Linked DNA regions of Mus musculus: region 2 is linked to region 1. Evidence: chromatin contacts called from public Hi-C data. All regions are on one chromosome and are shown on one strand. The core of a region is the stretch at or near the end of the contact, and the rest is flanking DNA. Distances in the headings are between cores, read along the strand shown. Region 1 overlaps Cmtm8 (CKLF-like MARVEL transmembrane domain containing 8). Region 2 has its middle 36 kb from the start of Gm26962.

Evidence for each region. A called contact is a pair of places that touch in the nucleus more often than the background predicts.
Region 2: a Hi-C map of muscle stem cells shows a contact between it and region 1, with 2.1 times the contacts expected there. The contact joins two enhancer-like sites. A contact is called at or near these places in 13 of 484 Hi-C or Micro-C datasets (the C10 cell line, the G1E-ER4 cell line, cerebellar granule neurons and 9 more).

What each region holds. Positions count from the first base shown.
Region 1 is chr9:114,803,552-114,806,687 of GRCm38.p6, forward strand. The region is part of intron 1 of Cmtm8 (CKLF-like MARVEL transmembrane domain containing 8); the gene reads right to left. Among named protein-coding and RNA genes, the nearest start is that of Cmtm7, 23 kb to the left of the region's middle. Within about 2 kb of position 1,845, at least 47 of the 459 cell types and tissues checked have an H3K27ac peak or open chromatin away from gene starts, as enhancers often do. A contact at or near this core is called in muscle stem cells, where this site is marked.
Region 2 is chr9:115,235,013-115,238,255 of GRCm38.p6, forward strand. No RefSeq gene overlaps it. Among named protein-coding and RNA genes, the nearest start is that of Gm26962, 36 kb to the left of the region's middle. Within about 2 kb of position 1,444, at least 75 of the 459 cell types and tissues checked have an H3K27ac peak or open chromatin away from gene starts, as enhancers often do. A contact at or near this core is called in muscle stem cells, where this site is marked.

The sequences.
Region 1 (3,136 bases), core at 595-3,094:
CAGTTCACAGGGATATAAAAAAATATGCTTCAAACCCCTTTTAACCCGGGCAGCCTCTGACTTCCGGCTCATGCCTGTTGTGAGACAATGCGCTCACCAGGAGGTCTGTGATGCGTTGGATGAAAAGCTCTGTAACCCAGTGCAGAAACCGCCTTGTTCATTTAGATACCTACTGTGTTTGCCTTGTTAACTTTTTTCCTTTTTTTTTAAAGTCCCCTCCTCTATTCTAGAAACAGGGGAGGTGGTTTTTGACTGAAGAACAGAGGATTGGGGTGGATTTCAAAGCCAGCCAATAACAATGCATCTATTATTCATCTTTGAAATTTCCAAGGCACTCTTTGGTCTGCTTCTCAATTTAAACCTGCCTATAATGACCCACCAGGGTGGTCACAGATCAGCGTCCCTGTGAATGTTGAGAGAAGACCCTGCTGCCAAATGAGCTAAGCACATAGACAGTTGTGCAATCCCCCGACGTGCCACTTTGGTGTACGGATTATTCTAAGTTTAAAGAACACCCCTGAAGAGTAGCCGACGCAAGAAAGAACGCCTCAACACTGTCTTTTCTTCCCGAAAACAGGATGGAGAAGCCCTTTATGGGAGATTCCCTCCCTGAGTTGCAAGGACAGTCACATTTTTATGGCCAGAGGAGGAGCGTTGAGGCCTAGAGTTTGCACAAGTGAAACTTGTTAAAAGATTTCTTCTCGGGATGGAGAGATAGCTTGGTGATTAAGAGCACTGGCTGCTCTTCCAGAGGTCCTGAGTTCAATTCCCAGCAACACATGATGGCTCACAACCATCTGTAATGGGATCTGATGCCCTCTTTTGGTGTGTCTGAAGACAAGGACAGTGTACTCACGTACATACAATAAATAACCTTTAAAAAGAGAGAGAGAGATTTCTTCTACTCATTAAATATTTCCATCCTCTAACTATTAAAAAAGATTTGCTTATTTATTTAGTGTGTATGTGTGTGTACATATGTCTCCAGGTGTGTGTATGCACATGTCTGTGGAGATCAGAAGACAGCTTATGGGAGTCGATTTTCTTCTATCTCATGGGAATGGGACTCAGGTTCTCGGAGTGGAAGGAGGAACCCAACCAACCCAGTTGTCCTCGGACCTTCGCTTGTGTGCCTCCACACCATAAATAAACAAAAAATAAGTGTAATTAAAATAAAAAAGCACACCTGTGATGGCCCAAGGTCCCATCAAGCCCCACCTCCTTACATTGCTTCCCACCCAAGCCACTGTGGGACCAAGCCTCCAGCATACAGGTAAAGGGACACACAAGCCACCTATAGCAGCACTGAAGCCAGTACATTCTTCCTCAGACAGGACCCACAGGACACAGGACAGACTGTGTCATGAGCTCTCCCCTGCCTCTGAGGGTTGACATTAGCTCATGCGCAAAGCAGTGTAGCAGGCAGCAGGTCAAGCTTCCCTTCATGTCAAGTGGGACTTGGTGACATGATAGGGACTCTCCACCAGGGAGGGAACACTGCTTCTTAGCAGAACATGCCTCTGGGCTCACCTCCTTCCCGAACACGAGGCTGTAAGGAGTCATTTCCACCAATGGACTCAACCCCCAAGTGTACCTGCAGTCATCATTTACATACGCAGTGTACGCATGCGCAACACATGCACTCTCTGTGTGTTGTGCGTCCGCATTTCCTCCCCACGCAGTCTTCCCGCCATGTGGGAAGGCTTCTCTATTCACACAAGCTGCCATGTGACCCTCTTCCAGGTCCTGAGGTTGTTTGAACAGTGCCTCTTGTTTCCCTGGGAACTATGCTGATCCAGCTGTTTCAGCAGCATGAAATAACCCCGACCCGAGTGTTATTTTTAATCTCCGCTTGTTGAGTCATGTCAATAGAAGGACCCGTCATGAGCTAATACCAGCACCGTTTGTGGAGAGCGAAGCAATCACCCACATGGGAAAAATCCAGGAAGGGAAAACCCTTGGCACTGAACCAAGAAGTACACCAACGCTTCACATGTCAAACAAGGGGTGGAGTGGGGCGGATGGTATCTGCCGCAGAACAGCTGTCATCCCAAATGAGGGACTGGAAGCAGATCGCAGCGTCAGGGATGGTCGCTCCCAAGTGCTTGGATTAAAGGCATGCGCCACCATGCCCGGCGTCAAATAAAGTCCTTTTAATAGTTTTTTTTTTTCTACCAAGTGTGGTGGGAGGCAGAGGCAAGTGGATTTCTGAGTTCAAGGCCAGCCTGGTCCACAGAGTGAGTTCCAGGACAGCCAGGGCTACACAGAGAAACCCTGTCTCGAAAAAAACAAAAATAAAAAACGATTTATTTATTTTATGTATATGAGTACATTACAGCTGTCTTCAGACACACCAGAAGAGGCTGTCAGATCCCATCACAGATGTTTGTGAGCCACTGTGTGCTTGCTGGGAATTGAACTCAGGACCTCTGGAAGAGCAGTCAGTGTTGTTAACCGCTGAGCCATCTCTCCAACTCTTTAGTAGTCTTTATGATCTCTCTGTGCTGTGTGATCTGAAGAATGGACTGTGTGGTAGATGGGTTTTTGTGTTTGAATGACTGAACTGATTGTGTATATAGCAAGTAAAAATAAAAGAATAAATATTGATACATAGATGGATGGACAGACAGGAAGGTAACATCACCAAATCAGGGGCTTACGAATATCCATCAGAAATGGACTGACCAAACACCTTTAAGACAGCCAGCTGGGGGCTGGAGAGATGGCTCAGCATTCCCATGTTGGCTCACAACCATCAATAACTCTGACACTTCTTTCTGACCTCGAGGACCCATGCACATACATGGTGCGTGGACATATACTAGATACAAACACATTAAGATAAAAATACTTTTTAAAAAGTCAACTGGGGTACCTGTTAGAAGCCTGGGCAGAGCAGAGGGTCTCTCCGGGGAGGGTTCAGGTAATAGAACAAAGAGCAGCAGAGAGCTGATGCCATCAATTCAGAGGCTTACAATATCCAGCAGAAACCCGCTGGGAGAGTTGAGGCTTGGGCTGGAGTTCTGGACTGAGCCTCCTCTCTGTAGCTGACCTTCCCTGGCTGACCTGAACAGCTTCTATTTCCTATCCTAGAATCAGGCACTTTGATGTCATGGGATAAACATAGTAACTTTGG
Region 2 (3,243 bases), core at 194-2,693, 430 kb after region 1:
CTAGATCCCCAGGCAGCTCCAAACAGATTAGTGGAGCTGAGCTCTGTTCTGCTCCGCACTGCAGGGGGTGGGGGTGGGTAAGTAAAAGTGGGGTACCATTTCCCACCATCTGGACATGGCTTCCTGGACTGGCACTTGTTGCTCCCTGTAGACCTTTGGGGTTTTTTGTCAGCGTTCCCAGAGTCTACTTTGGTCAGGAATCCTCTAGCAGCACTGGTTTCCAGGAGTGAGGAAGGCTTGGACTGTTCCATTGGCTGGCTCACCTCCCTTGCTCTTGGTGCAGGGTAGAGTTGTCAGTGGGATGATGTTGACACATCACAGTCATCTAGCAGAATATTCTCCACACTTCCCAAGAGTCCCGTTCACACCCAGTCCCCATCCCTCCTCCCTACTCTTCTGCCCTGAGCACTGTCACCCTTCAGGTGAGTGGTCCTTTTACTGTGTGGATGCTGCAAGAACCTGAAATGATATATACTGGTTTACCTGCCTCAGGCCTTCAGCATGCGCTATACATATTCTTGTTTGGTTCCTTAACGCCAATTATGTTTTGGATATTATTTTTCTTTAAAGAAACATCTTTTTTCCCTTTATGTGAGCATCAACTATCAATTCCCCTCTTTCTTTTCACATGTATGCACGTGTGTGTGCATGTCCACGTAGCAGCTCTGGGCTGTATGTTGGGACTCTTCCTCCATCACTCAGCATTCTGCTTTGGGGCAGGCTCTCTCAATCAAGCCCAGAACTTCTGAAGCCAAAGCCACTGGAGGTAACAGGCGGTGGCTACATCTACATGTCATTTACATGGGTTCTAGGGGTCTGAACCCCACTTCTCCTGCTTCTGTAGCAGGTCTTTTAAATGCAAGGCCATCTTCTCAGCCCTATTTTGTGTTCTTTTGACAACTTCAAAGAATGTTGACTGTAACTAGGGTATGTGTATCTTCAAATCACACTAACGCCAAGCCATTTGAATACCCACCAATAAGAGTCCATTTTTAGACATTCTCCAATGCTTAGTGAGCCTGGTGTATATTACATTTGTTTCTGTTTATTTGCCATTTTGATTTCTTCTGTTAAGGTCTCATGATGATCTACCATATGCCTTCCTTTGGTTCACAAGTTCCTTCATCAGATTCAGGGCAGAGGGATGACAATTCCTTGTTTTGCCAAGATGCCAGGACATGCCTGTGGGCCACTGAACAGAGGCACAATCTGCACAAGCTGACTTAAGGCTTCAGTGTCAGGATATGGTAGTTTAAGAACACAGAACCGGATCAGTAGAGAAATCACTTTTTGGTCAGTTTCAACACTGAGCCAATTAAATGGAAGAAGCAAGTCTGTGAATAGTGGTGCTGAGTTGATGAAGTGAAACTAATTGAGTCCTGCAAAAATCAGCACATTACAGCACACACCCAGTGCGATGGGCGATGTTACACAACCAGGCTACAGGAGTTGGCAGGCTCGCCCGTGGCTAGGTTTCCCTGAATCCCACTTGCATCTTCCTTGGAGAGAGGGCTGTCACTGACTCCAGTTAGCGCCCATCTTTTGCAATGTTTGTCACTGTGCTTTTCTTCACAGGGCTAGAGTGCCATTTTCTAAAACTTTCCCCTCCGCCTCCACAGGCCTGAGTTTCTGATCCAGGCTAATCATTGCCAACGGAGAGTCATATGAGGAGGATGATCACATGGTGAGTCATGGTGGCTTTTAACAGCAAGGACAGCTGAGGTCACCAAGTACACATTACTCTCAGCTAGTCGCTCTGGCTACCCAGGATACCTTCAGTTTTTGGTTTGGTCCCCAGCCTTTTACCAAAGCCATCTGAGCACAGCAGACACCTGATATTCCAACCCAAGTGCTTCCAGGTTGCTTTCAGAACTAGAAACCAGGCCCCGAATGTGTCATACTTCCCAAGGAGGATTCTGAGATTGTGGTTGTGTTCAGGGACACAACTTTGATAGTGTCCATTAAACTGAGGCGGCAGAAGAGATGTAAGAAGCAGGTGCTACACGCGCTCTGAGAGCCAAAGGGACAGTTTGTTGTGAGAGTTCCCTCTGACAGCGGGAGCCTAGAGGACAGACCACAAAAGCCCAGCAAAGATCGCTGGAAAATCTGTACACAAGAATCCTATTGCAAGATGAACACAGGCCAGTATACCAGAGGAAAGACATATTCTGAGAGAAAGCCAGCATTTGGGGCCATTTTCCTGGGAAATTGGAAGAGGCCAAAGAGATGTTCATACCTTTACAGGATGAGAAAAAAATGTGTATACTCACGTATCTGGCTGAAGTCTTTGCACAGCTTCACCTTGGGAGCAATGAGAGCAGGGCCAGAATTGTGTGTTTAGTCCTTAAACTGGGTTCAGGTGATTCTGCCTTGGGAAATTTCCCTACTTCTCCAGCAGATTCTCAAACAATCTCCTGCGAAGTAAAACCAGAGCCCCGGCCTACACTTACCCATACAGCTGCTTTTTCTTTTTTTTGGTCCTGGAACTCACTCTGTAAACCAAGCTGGCCTCAAATTCAGAAATCCGCCTGCCTCTGCCTCCTGAGTGCTGGGATTAAAGGCGTGTGCCACCACACCCTGTTCTTAATAGAATGCTTGTACCAGCAAAGCCCCCATTTTACATAGATAAGACCATAGATAACAACCTACATGAGAAAGCCCATGCAACAGAACAGACTCTCTAGGTACTGGAGGTAGGAGACACAACTTAAGAACATGCTCACTTTTAAACAGATCTATGGATTTTGTCATATCATGGCTGACAAGGCTGTTGAGCAGATAAAGGGGCGTGCTGCCCGCCAAGCTTGAATTTGAGACCCAGCACACACATAGTACTGATTCAAGTTGTCGTGTGACCTGTACGTCAAAGTCCAAGTCCTTAAATTCAAATATTTAAAAAGTTCTAAGTCTTTTAACTATGGGTTTCTATGTATTAAAAAAAAAGTTAAAGACTTAGTTTAAGAGAACCAGGGCAATAACAATCAACTTAAAGCAAACCCCAAATCAACTGTATAAATAGCTCAGTGTCTGACACTTGGGACTTACTCATCTTCTGGGTTCCAAAGGGCTTGGGCAGCCTCTCTCACATCTCTGGTTTTGTTGTCAGCAGCACTTGCAGGTTATCTTATATGCTCAGGCTGTCTGTACTCAACACCAGCTACTGTCCATGATGGTCACCCTATGAGCTTGGCATTTCCAATCTGCTAGAGTTTCCATAGCAACTGAGGCTGCACCTTTAATGGT